3 separate regions of the Mus musculus genome follow, and all the other regions are linked to region 3. Evidence: chromatin contacts called from public promoter capture Hi-C data. All regions are on one chromosome and are shown on one strand. Each heading gives the region's core, a stretch centred on a gene start, on an enhancer-like site or on the middle of the called end of the contact. The rest is flanking DNA. Distances are from core to core; before and after follow the strand shown. Region 1 holds the start of Cd3d (CD3 antigen, delta polypeptide). Region 2 holds the start of Cd3e (CD3 antigen, epsilon polypeptide). Region 3 holds the start of Tmem25 (transmembrane protein 25).

The links. Promoter capture Hi-C pulls out the DNA fragments that hold promoters and counts their contacts. Capture Hi-C pulls out chosen DNA fragments and counts their contacts.
Region 1: a promoter capture Hi-C map of pancreatic islet shows a contact between it and region 3. The contact joins the promoter of Cd3d here to the promoter of Tmem25 in region 3. A contact is called at or near these places in 3 of 39 promoter capture datasets (cranial neural crest, embryonic stem cells and neural stem cells), 1 of 484 Hi-C or Micro-C datasets (bone marrow-derived macrophages), 4 of 115 datasets of contacts at active chromatin or transcription factors (the SCID.adh cell line, bone marrow-derived macrophages, effector CD8 T cells and 1 more) and 4 of 9 other capture datasets (adipose tissue, liver, macrophages and 1 more).
Region 2: a promoter capture Hi-C map of embryonic stem cells shows a contact between it and region 3, with 3 times the contacts expected there. The contact joins the promoter of Cd3e here to the promoter of Tmem25 in region 3. A contact is called at or near these places in 5 of 39 promoter capture datasets (embryonic stem cells, liver and stem cell-derived epiblast-like cells) and 3 of 9 other capture datasets (adipose tissue, embryonic stem cells and liver).

The regions. Positions count from the first base shown.
Region 1 is chr9:44,980,482-44,983,192 of GRCm38.p6, forward strand. Cd3d (CD3 antigen, delta polypeptide) reads left to right here and starts at 1,305. Exons shown (of 5, transcript NM_013487.3): 1 at 1,305-1,459. The coding sequence starts at 1,405.
Region 2 is chr9:45,008,310-45,011,076 of GRCm38.p6, forward strand. It overlaps Cd3e (CD3 antigen, epsilon polypeptide), which reads right to left and starts at 1,302. Exons shown (of 8, transcript NM_007648.5): 1 at 1,257-1,302; 2 at 1,039-1,140. The coding sequence starts at 1,087.
Region 3 is chr9:44,797,911-44,800,626 of GRCm38.p6, forward strand. It overlaps Tmem25 (transmembrane protein 25), which reads right to left and starts at 1,337. Exons shown (of 8, transcript NM_001357385.1): 1 at 754-1,337; 2 at 211-522. The coding sequence starts at 823. Ttc36 (tetratricopeptide repeat domain 36) reads right to left here. Exons shown (of 3, transcript NM_138951.1): 3 at 1,490-1,823. The coding sequence ends at 1,561.

The DNA of each region.
Region 1 (2,711 bases), core at 55-2,554, 180 kb after region 3:
GTAGAGTGTGGGCAGCAGGGGCCCCAGCAGGGGTGTTGATGCTCTGACTTATCTCGTTTTCTCTTTTGTTGTTGTTAAGGCTTGCAGGATAGCAGGTGGCAGGGGATGAGGTTCTAGATTCCCACTTGGAAACCCCTTTACCACTAGAACCTCTATGCGCAATAGGTTGAAGACTCCACTGAGCCTTTTTCTCGATGACAGTGATGAATGTTCCTGCCTGTTCTTCTGGCTAGGTCTGGACTTGTTTGTCACTTGATCCCAGAACTCATGGGTTTAGGCAGAACTTTTCCATGTATGAGACTGGAGTTCTGAATGGAAAAGCATCTTAGAGTAGACCTTCCTTAAGAGATTTTTGACACTGTTCTTTTGAGAACATCTAAGTGGTACCCACCTAGAAGAGAACATCCCAACGGGACAACTAGCTTATTTCTTGGTGTATGACCCTGGGCTAGTTCCAGGGTCTCAGGCTATTGTCTCCTTTAGCCAGTCAATGCATAACAGAAATTCACAGAATTCCTATGTGATTCCAGGCACAAAGGATAATTTTGTCCCCAGACAGATGACCTTCTGATTATAGCAGTGTGGAAAGTTAGATCCCCACAGCACATGGTAGAAAAGTCTATTGTCTCCTGGGGAGGATCGATTCTACAAATGAGTGGATTGATTATATTGTTAAGAAGACTCTCATACTGAGATGGCTTAATGTGGCTGGCATGATGCAAACACTCCTCCCCCAATCCTTAGAGTGATGCTGAGGGAGACAAGCTCTGAGACACTCCATGCATGGGTACTATGTGCTGGACCTAGGATTCCGATGTCTGGATGAGGGCTTCTCAAGTCCATCTTCCCACTGGCTAGAAGCAGCTTGATGTGGTGTCCCAGAGTGTCCTGTGAAGGGTCCTGAGACTGATCAGAAACAAGAGGATCTGCTAATGTGGCTTGTGTAATAGTTTCTCTCAGTGGATCTAAAGAGGTGGCACTTCCTTGTTTGTGAGTAAATGTAGTTGTATTGTTCATAGGAAGCCCAAAATCTTCTTTGTTTGTTACCAGTGACTATTGCTATTTGTTTTTTGTTACCAGGAAAGGCTATTCTAAATTCCCTTACACTTCCTAGAATTCTGAACAAACTTTCCTCATAGTCTCTGCTTTGTATCAATCATCCCAAAATCTTTGCTTCAGAAAGAGCAGTTTGCACCTGTTTGTGTTTTACCCCACACCTAGCCCACTGTTGCTTTGACAGTCTTACACCATCAAAGGCAGAAGGTAGAGAGGCAGATTTCTTCTAGTTCCTCCCCCACTCTTCCTTTTTCTGAATACCCATGAGTCTGTTGGCGGAGGATAGTGCTAACCCTGGCTGATCATCCTGTGGCTTGCCTCTATTTGTTGCATGATTCCCTCTGGAAGATGGAACACAGCGGGATTCTGGCTAGTCTGATACTGATTGCTGTTCTCCCCCAAGGTAAGGGAGGCCTCTTCAGCTGTGTGGAGGATGGACCCGTGAGGGGCATTGTCACTGGGAGAAGTCCACTGGATAGTGCATCTCGTTTACCAAGCTGGGGAAGATAAAAGGGCAAGGCTAGGGCATAGGAAACAAGCATTCGGCTTTGACCTGCTCTAGTCAAGGCTCACATTGGTCGTGATGGTGTCCCCAAACTCCTTGGACCAGACATTTGTAGGAAATGGTTCCATATTGTATGTCCCTAGGCCTAAAACTAGTAATGAAGTTATACCCATTGCATCGTCTAAGGCAAATGGCCTCTTGGAGTAGGATTCTTGGTCATGTGACCACCCGGAGCCACGGCTCGGCTCAGAATTTAGAAGCGATCTTTAAGAGAAAAGTTAGCTTTAGCTGAATGGGAAGGACAGGCAGAGGGTATGTTATATTAAAGTCTGTAAGTCCTAAGTGCCAACTCTTTCTCAGTTTGTTTGCTTTTAAAACAGAAAAGCAGGCTGGGTAGATAACACGGGGGTAGGACTCAAGGAGTGCAAAAAACCCAAACCAAACAAACTCCAAAATAACACTGCGAAGCTCACATCTCAGAGCTCAGCCGTCCCAGGAAAACTGGGTCAAATGGTTACTCTAAGAGCTGTCCTGGCCACCAGAGATTTCTACTGGACGTAACTCCAAAGAAGACGGGACTTTAAGAGGAGAAGAATTACATACACCTCTCTTCTCCAGCATGCTCATATATGTTCCTGCTTCAGAGGCAGGGGCAGCCATTTTGGAGTTTTCTGGAGGGTGCTCTTTTGTTCAGATCAGTAACTAAGTAATGAAGCTCAGAGACACACAGACTCCAGGGAAGGCTGGCTGTAGACATAAGGCATGGCAGTGCCCTCTGGGCTGGGAAGGCTCACTGTGCCCACAGCCTTTCACCTCTCCCACCAGACTTGATGTACTTAGAGCCTCAGGAGCAGATTTGATACATATTGGTGGCCCTTTCTCCTTAAGCAAGCATGGCAAAGACAGTAAAAATTATAGGGGCACAGGAGGGACAGGAACCGCTCAACCCAGAAACTAGCTAGGGTTTGAGAATTTCAGCACAATTAATGTTCTCTGTATAAGTTGTCTACAAGCTGCTCTTTTCTGATACGGGTATTTTACTATGCTGCTATTTAAAATAGCAACAAGTCAGGCTTAAGGCTGGACTGTGTATGACCTTGGGCAGGGCCTCATTCCTCTCTAGAACATTCTCTAAGAGCCTCATAAATAC
Region 2 (2,767 bases), core at 52-2,551, 210 kb after region 3:
CAGCATTCACAGGGCTAAGGCAGAAGGGCACAGTGTTTAAGACCAGTCAACTTAGACTGTCTCATGAACCTCTGTCTCACAAGCAGCTAGCCAACTCTCTCAGGACCCCCTGTGAAGGTGTGTGCACAGTCAAGTTTGAGAAACCCAAAGTGAAGCAGGAAGTAGAGGCACACAGCTGTGGTTCTGAGAGGGGAGCCAGGCTGTGGCAATTTTCTAGGTCTTTGACATAAAACTCTCATGAGCCATTTGCCTCACAAAGTGCATGCAGCCCTCCTGAGCACAGACCCTGTCGACAGACATCTCTGGCTTCCCAGATCAACTGCCGGAATTGCTGTTTAACAATGAATGATTAGTCAATCGTGCATGACAACTTCATCCATAAGACAGGAGCCGTACCACTTTTCTTCCATGGAAGAAGCAAGAATCAAACTGATTAACCCTTGTTTCTTCATGCGGCACATGCACTTAGCAAAGGGCCGTGTGTGTGTGTGTGTGTGTGTGTGTGTGTGTGTGTGTGTGTGTGTGCTTGCGCGCGCGCGCACGAGCACGAGCATGCATGTTGTTTATGTGCTCTCAATTATTTACCAATTCTATCCTACCTTACTTCCCCAAAAGGATGAACTAGTAGGAATCTCTTGGCCACTTCCAAAAGACTGGAAATTACAAAGTGTCTCAAAGATACTAAGCTGGGATGAACCTGAGTCTAACCCTCCCGTCTCCCCCAAACCAAGAGAGGCACTATCTCTGCTCATTCCTTGTGTTAGTTCTTAGCATTGCTAAGTTTACAGTCAGATGGGCTTATTTTCCACGACAGACAGAACTCTTCTCTCAGTTGATGAGATCAACCCAACTGATTTCCTTTGCATGTCTCCTGAACTGTCTCCCCGCACCTGAGTCCCCAGCCCTTGTCCCCACTTCCTAACGGTATCGCCAACAGTTCCTTGAATCTTCTAGCCACTGAGGCACCAGCTGCACTGGGCAAGACTGTGAACCTTGCAATGGCCTGGGAAAGCACCGCCCTTTCATTCCCCTACTCACCAGCTAGGAGGCTGAGGCACAGGATGCCCCAGAAAGTGTTCCACCGCATCCTCTCAGAATGCTCTCTCTACCAAGATGGCGGACGCAGCCAGCTCATTACTTCTGAAAAAGAAACAGATGAGGTTTTCAACACAGTGGCTGCATGCAAAGACCCTGGATCATTGGTTGCCATAGTAGGATGAAGGAGAGTGGGGGGCACTTCACAAGGAGAGACTTACCATTTCTGAAGAAGGCACCAGACGCAGACAGGGGAGGCAGGTGTCTGAACCCCACACAGGAAGTGTAGAGGGGACTCAGGGCCCGCCTGCTCCACGTCACTTGGAAATGTTTGAGGCAGAAGCCTCCGCCTTGGTTAACTGAGGAAATCCGCGCCTCACAGCCTTCCCATAAGGATGAACAAGGGGGGCTCTAGCAAGCCCCCGAGAGTGCTGTGAAAAACACCTACTTGTGCCCTGTGCAAAGCACCTCCACACTGAGGGAGCCTTCCTTATGCATAACCCCTCCAGCGGAGGCAGGAAGACGTTGAAGCACTCAGTATCTGCCTTCTGTTATGGTGCCCTTGGGTCTGAGCAGCAGGATGGAGTGGAGCCGTCTCATTAATAATCTTCGAGGGGCTTGCTTTTCTTTTCTTTCTTTCTTTGAGACAGGATTTTTAGCATGTAGCCGTCCTGGCCTTTGATTGCACATGCTGGGCAGTTGCTGGACAATGAGAGAGTCACATAGCTCCTGTCTTTGTACTGACACTATGCTAGGGGCTTTACTCATGCACCCACTAGGGTAGCTTTTAGCATTATTATTTAAAATCTAGCATAAGTACTTCCTGAGTTATAAGCAACAATCTTTTTCTTTGTAAAAAACGCTTATTGACTTAGCTCTTTGATAATTTCATACAATTGTAACACACTTTCTGATGATTAATCTCCCTTTCTCGACAAGTCTTTTATTAAAAAGTTTTACGAAAAAAAAGTTTTACGTTATTTATTTACCTATTTATTATATGTGTATATGTGTGGGCATAGACTTGCCACAGCATGTGTGGAAGTCGAGGGTAGCTTGAGGGATTCTCTCTAACATGTGAGTCCCAGGTTTCAATTCAGGTCTTTAGGTTTTTAACCACAAACAACTTTATCTGTTGAGGTATCTCTCTGGCTCCGCTTCTTGATATATCTACTGGGTTTAACGAGAGTTAGCTGTGTGACAGTGGATTTGGAACTAACTACTGAAGGAGCCTGAAGAGCTCCTCAGTGGGTACAGGACTGAAGAAAACGGCTGCCTTTCTTTCTGAATCCATCTATAACCTATAGTTCAGTAGAAAGGCTTAGAGCCCCAGAAGTCCCGCCCCAATGCATGATTGACTGTTGATAAGCCCAGTTGCATGTGGATCCACTGCTGGCTGCCACAGCTACTAGAAGGCAGTGCTTCACAGCCCTTCTCCCTAGTTTCTACTCTTACATTCTTTTTGCCCACCCACATCTCCAGATAAGGGATAGTATCAGACTCAGTGCCCAGAGGGACCTCCCTCTTCTCAGATGGGAAGGGGAAGGAGGGGTGGGGGGAGCGGCTATCTGAGGGGCGGGGACTTGGAGGGGGGGCTTGGAGGAGGGGGGCTGAGATTGGGATGTAAAATGAGTAAATAAATTAATTAATGGAAATTACAAAATCTTTTCATGTATGTATGGAGTTTGAGTGTGCAGACGTGTGAGGTGCTTGTGGAGGCCAGAGATGGATA
Region 3 (2,716 bases), core at 87-2,586:
TTGGGCAGCTGCTTAACTTGTGCCTCAATTTCTCATTTGTAAAATAGGGATGAAAATAGAAATTCTCTCATATCGTGTTTATGAATGTCCTGTTAAAGCTAAATGTGTCATGCGTATGAGTAATCTCAGCACTCTAGAGGCCGAGGCAGGGGATTGGCAAGTTTGAGTCCAGCCTAGGCAATGTAGTAAGACTGTCTCAGGGATACTTACATTGCACATTGAGGATGACAGAGGCATTGGCTGGCCGGCCACTCCCTGGGTCCTGCAGGGAGCAGTTAAGCTCATGTTGGGAGCGCTGGGCAGTAACAGTGAAAGTGCTGGTTCCTCCAGAGAAGGCGTCCCCACCCACACTCAGCAGTCGGGAGGTGGTGGCCTCCTGTAGCTGTCCATCCAGGTACCAGGCTAATCGGGGAGTGGCAGAACCTCCTGCAACCCGACAGGTGAAGGCATGGTGCTCATTCTCCCTAAGCGCTCTCTCAGCCCAGGTCTGACCATCAATTTGCGGCGCCAGCTCCCCTTGACCTGGAACACAGCAGGCAGCCGCTGGGAGGCACTTGGAGAGACCACAGTGAGGTTCAGTTACAGAGAGGCAGCAGGCCAAGAGACAGGGCAGCTGGTTTCTCTGACCAGGATCTGCATAGACTTATGGTAGGGAAGTAGGGATAGGGGAACCCAGCCCTGGAGACTGGAGTGGGTATCGTGAGAGGAGATGCAAGCAAGGAGGGTTTGGCCAAAGGATGAACTGGGGTATACCTGAACTTAAGAGGGCAGGAAGGAGCAGCAGTGTGTGCCGGAGGGTAGCTTGGCTTAGAGGCAATTCCATGGTGATCAGGGACCGGCCTCCAGGCTGCTGAGAGAAGAGTACCAGCCATGTAGGCCTAACAATTCCTGCAATAATTTACCATGCACTGATGTAGACTGGCCCACAGTGGCCAAGACACCGGCACAAATAGACACAATCAGCAAGACCCAAAGGAAGAGACCCTATGGCAACACTTCGTCTCTGTGCGGGCATAGAGGCCAGCACTGACAGTAGATGACCACAGACAGACAGACAGACAGACAGACATGCACAGGCGCCCTTCCCCTTCCCCCCCAAACGATCGTCCTTCTCTTGACCCGGTTCACTCCTCGCTGGCCTTGGCTCTCCCTCCCATATCTCGCCATGCACCGCTTTTCCAATCTCGGCTGCTCAGGTGGACTTGGGCCTAGCAAGAGAGCGTCGCGGATCCGAGGGTCGCTGGAGCATCCTGCTTTCGGGTCAGCTCACCTGGCTCCCTCCCAGAGTGAGCCCCAGCAATTGCTCAAGAAGGCTGAGCACCGCAGTCCGCTGCAAGGGCGGGGCCCGCGCCAGGCAGGACCAATCGCTGCCCGAGCAAGGGCAGGTGGCCGTTCCAGCCCCGCCCTGTCCCGCCTCCTCCCTACCCCCGCCAAGGCCTCCACCGTGAGGCTGGTTAGTAAGCAGGCGGACACAGAGCAGACGCAGTCCGAGAGTCCCGGAAGTTTTATTGGGTCCTGGTTGGGTCAGGGTCCCCCTCTCCATCATTCGGCCGGCCACGCTCAGCGCCCGTTGCTGGGCGCGCGCAGCTGCCCCATCATGTCGGCCAGCATGCGGTTGCACAGCGCGGCGTACGGGTTGAGCAGCACTAGCTGGCGCCGTGCGAACGGGCTGCCCAGTCGCGCAGCCTTCTCGAAGTCCCTGCGGGCGTCGTCGTCCCGGCCCTGAAATCTCGCCAGTAGCCCGCTCTGCACGAAGCTCTGGCGGGCGGCGCGACCCCGGCCGCCGCTCAATGTCACCGCGCGCTCCAAGTCCTCCAGGGCGCCTGCGGGCGGACAGGGAGAGGGCGGCGCAGGTCAGCCGGGTGTGGGCAACCGAGCCCCCGCCCACCTGCCGAGCAGAGCAGCCCATCCCCTCCTTCGTGCAGCAGACTTTTGAACCACGAGGGATTATTTCTAACCCGAGATGAAGGGTTGCTACAATTGGCTTGTGGGCCGCCCACGGGCAGAGCTGAGATCAAAGTCCAAGGCTCTCCTTGGCCTTGTTCCTGGTATGTCCTAACATTAATGCACCCAAACGTGAATGTTTTCTAGAGGATCTGGCCACTGTGTTAGTGAATCCATCAATTATCAAATAGTCGTAGTTCACACAAGTGGAGCCTAGCACCTACTGTGTGTTTGGTGGCCCACTTTGAACCCTAGAGTTCAAGAAATCTCATTAGCTAACAGAACTGTTTCCTCTTTTCCAATGCAGACTACGAAAGCGGCACGTTCCCCATTTTTCTCCTTCATTATCTCCACGGTCTTCATTACTCTGTATCTTATTTCATTGGAAGAAGGTCGTGGAGCCAGAGCTGGCTGCACTGTTTTATTTTCGTGATTCTCAGAGGAACGTACTTGGATTGAGTTTCAGAACTCATCCCGGAACCTCAGGCAGCCAGCTTAGGGTTTCTGTTAGGTCCACGGGCTGCTTTCTTTGGACCCTGCCTCTATTCATAGTCTCCAGTTTCCTAAAGAGGCTGCCAGGGCCCTTGCATTGCTCAGCACCATCGTGGAGAAAGGCTGAGTTTCCCTCAGAGGTCCAGGTTGGGACTGCAGACTGAGCAGCTCTGGGACCAGCTCAGTTTCCCTCTTCACAGCTAGTCTGCAGGAATCCAAGCCTCTACAAGTGGAGTTACCTCTGCATCTCCAGGCTTTCCATCTGTAGGTTGTCAACAAC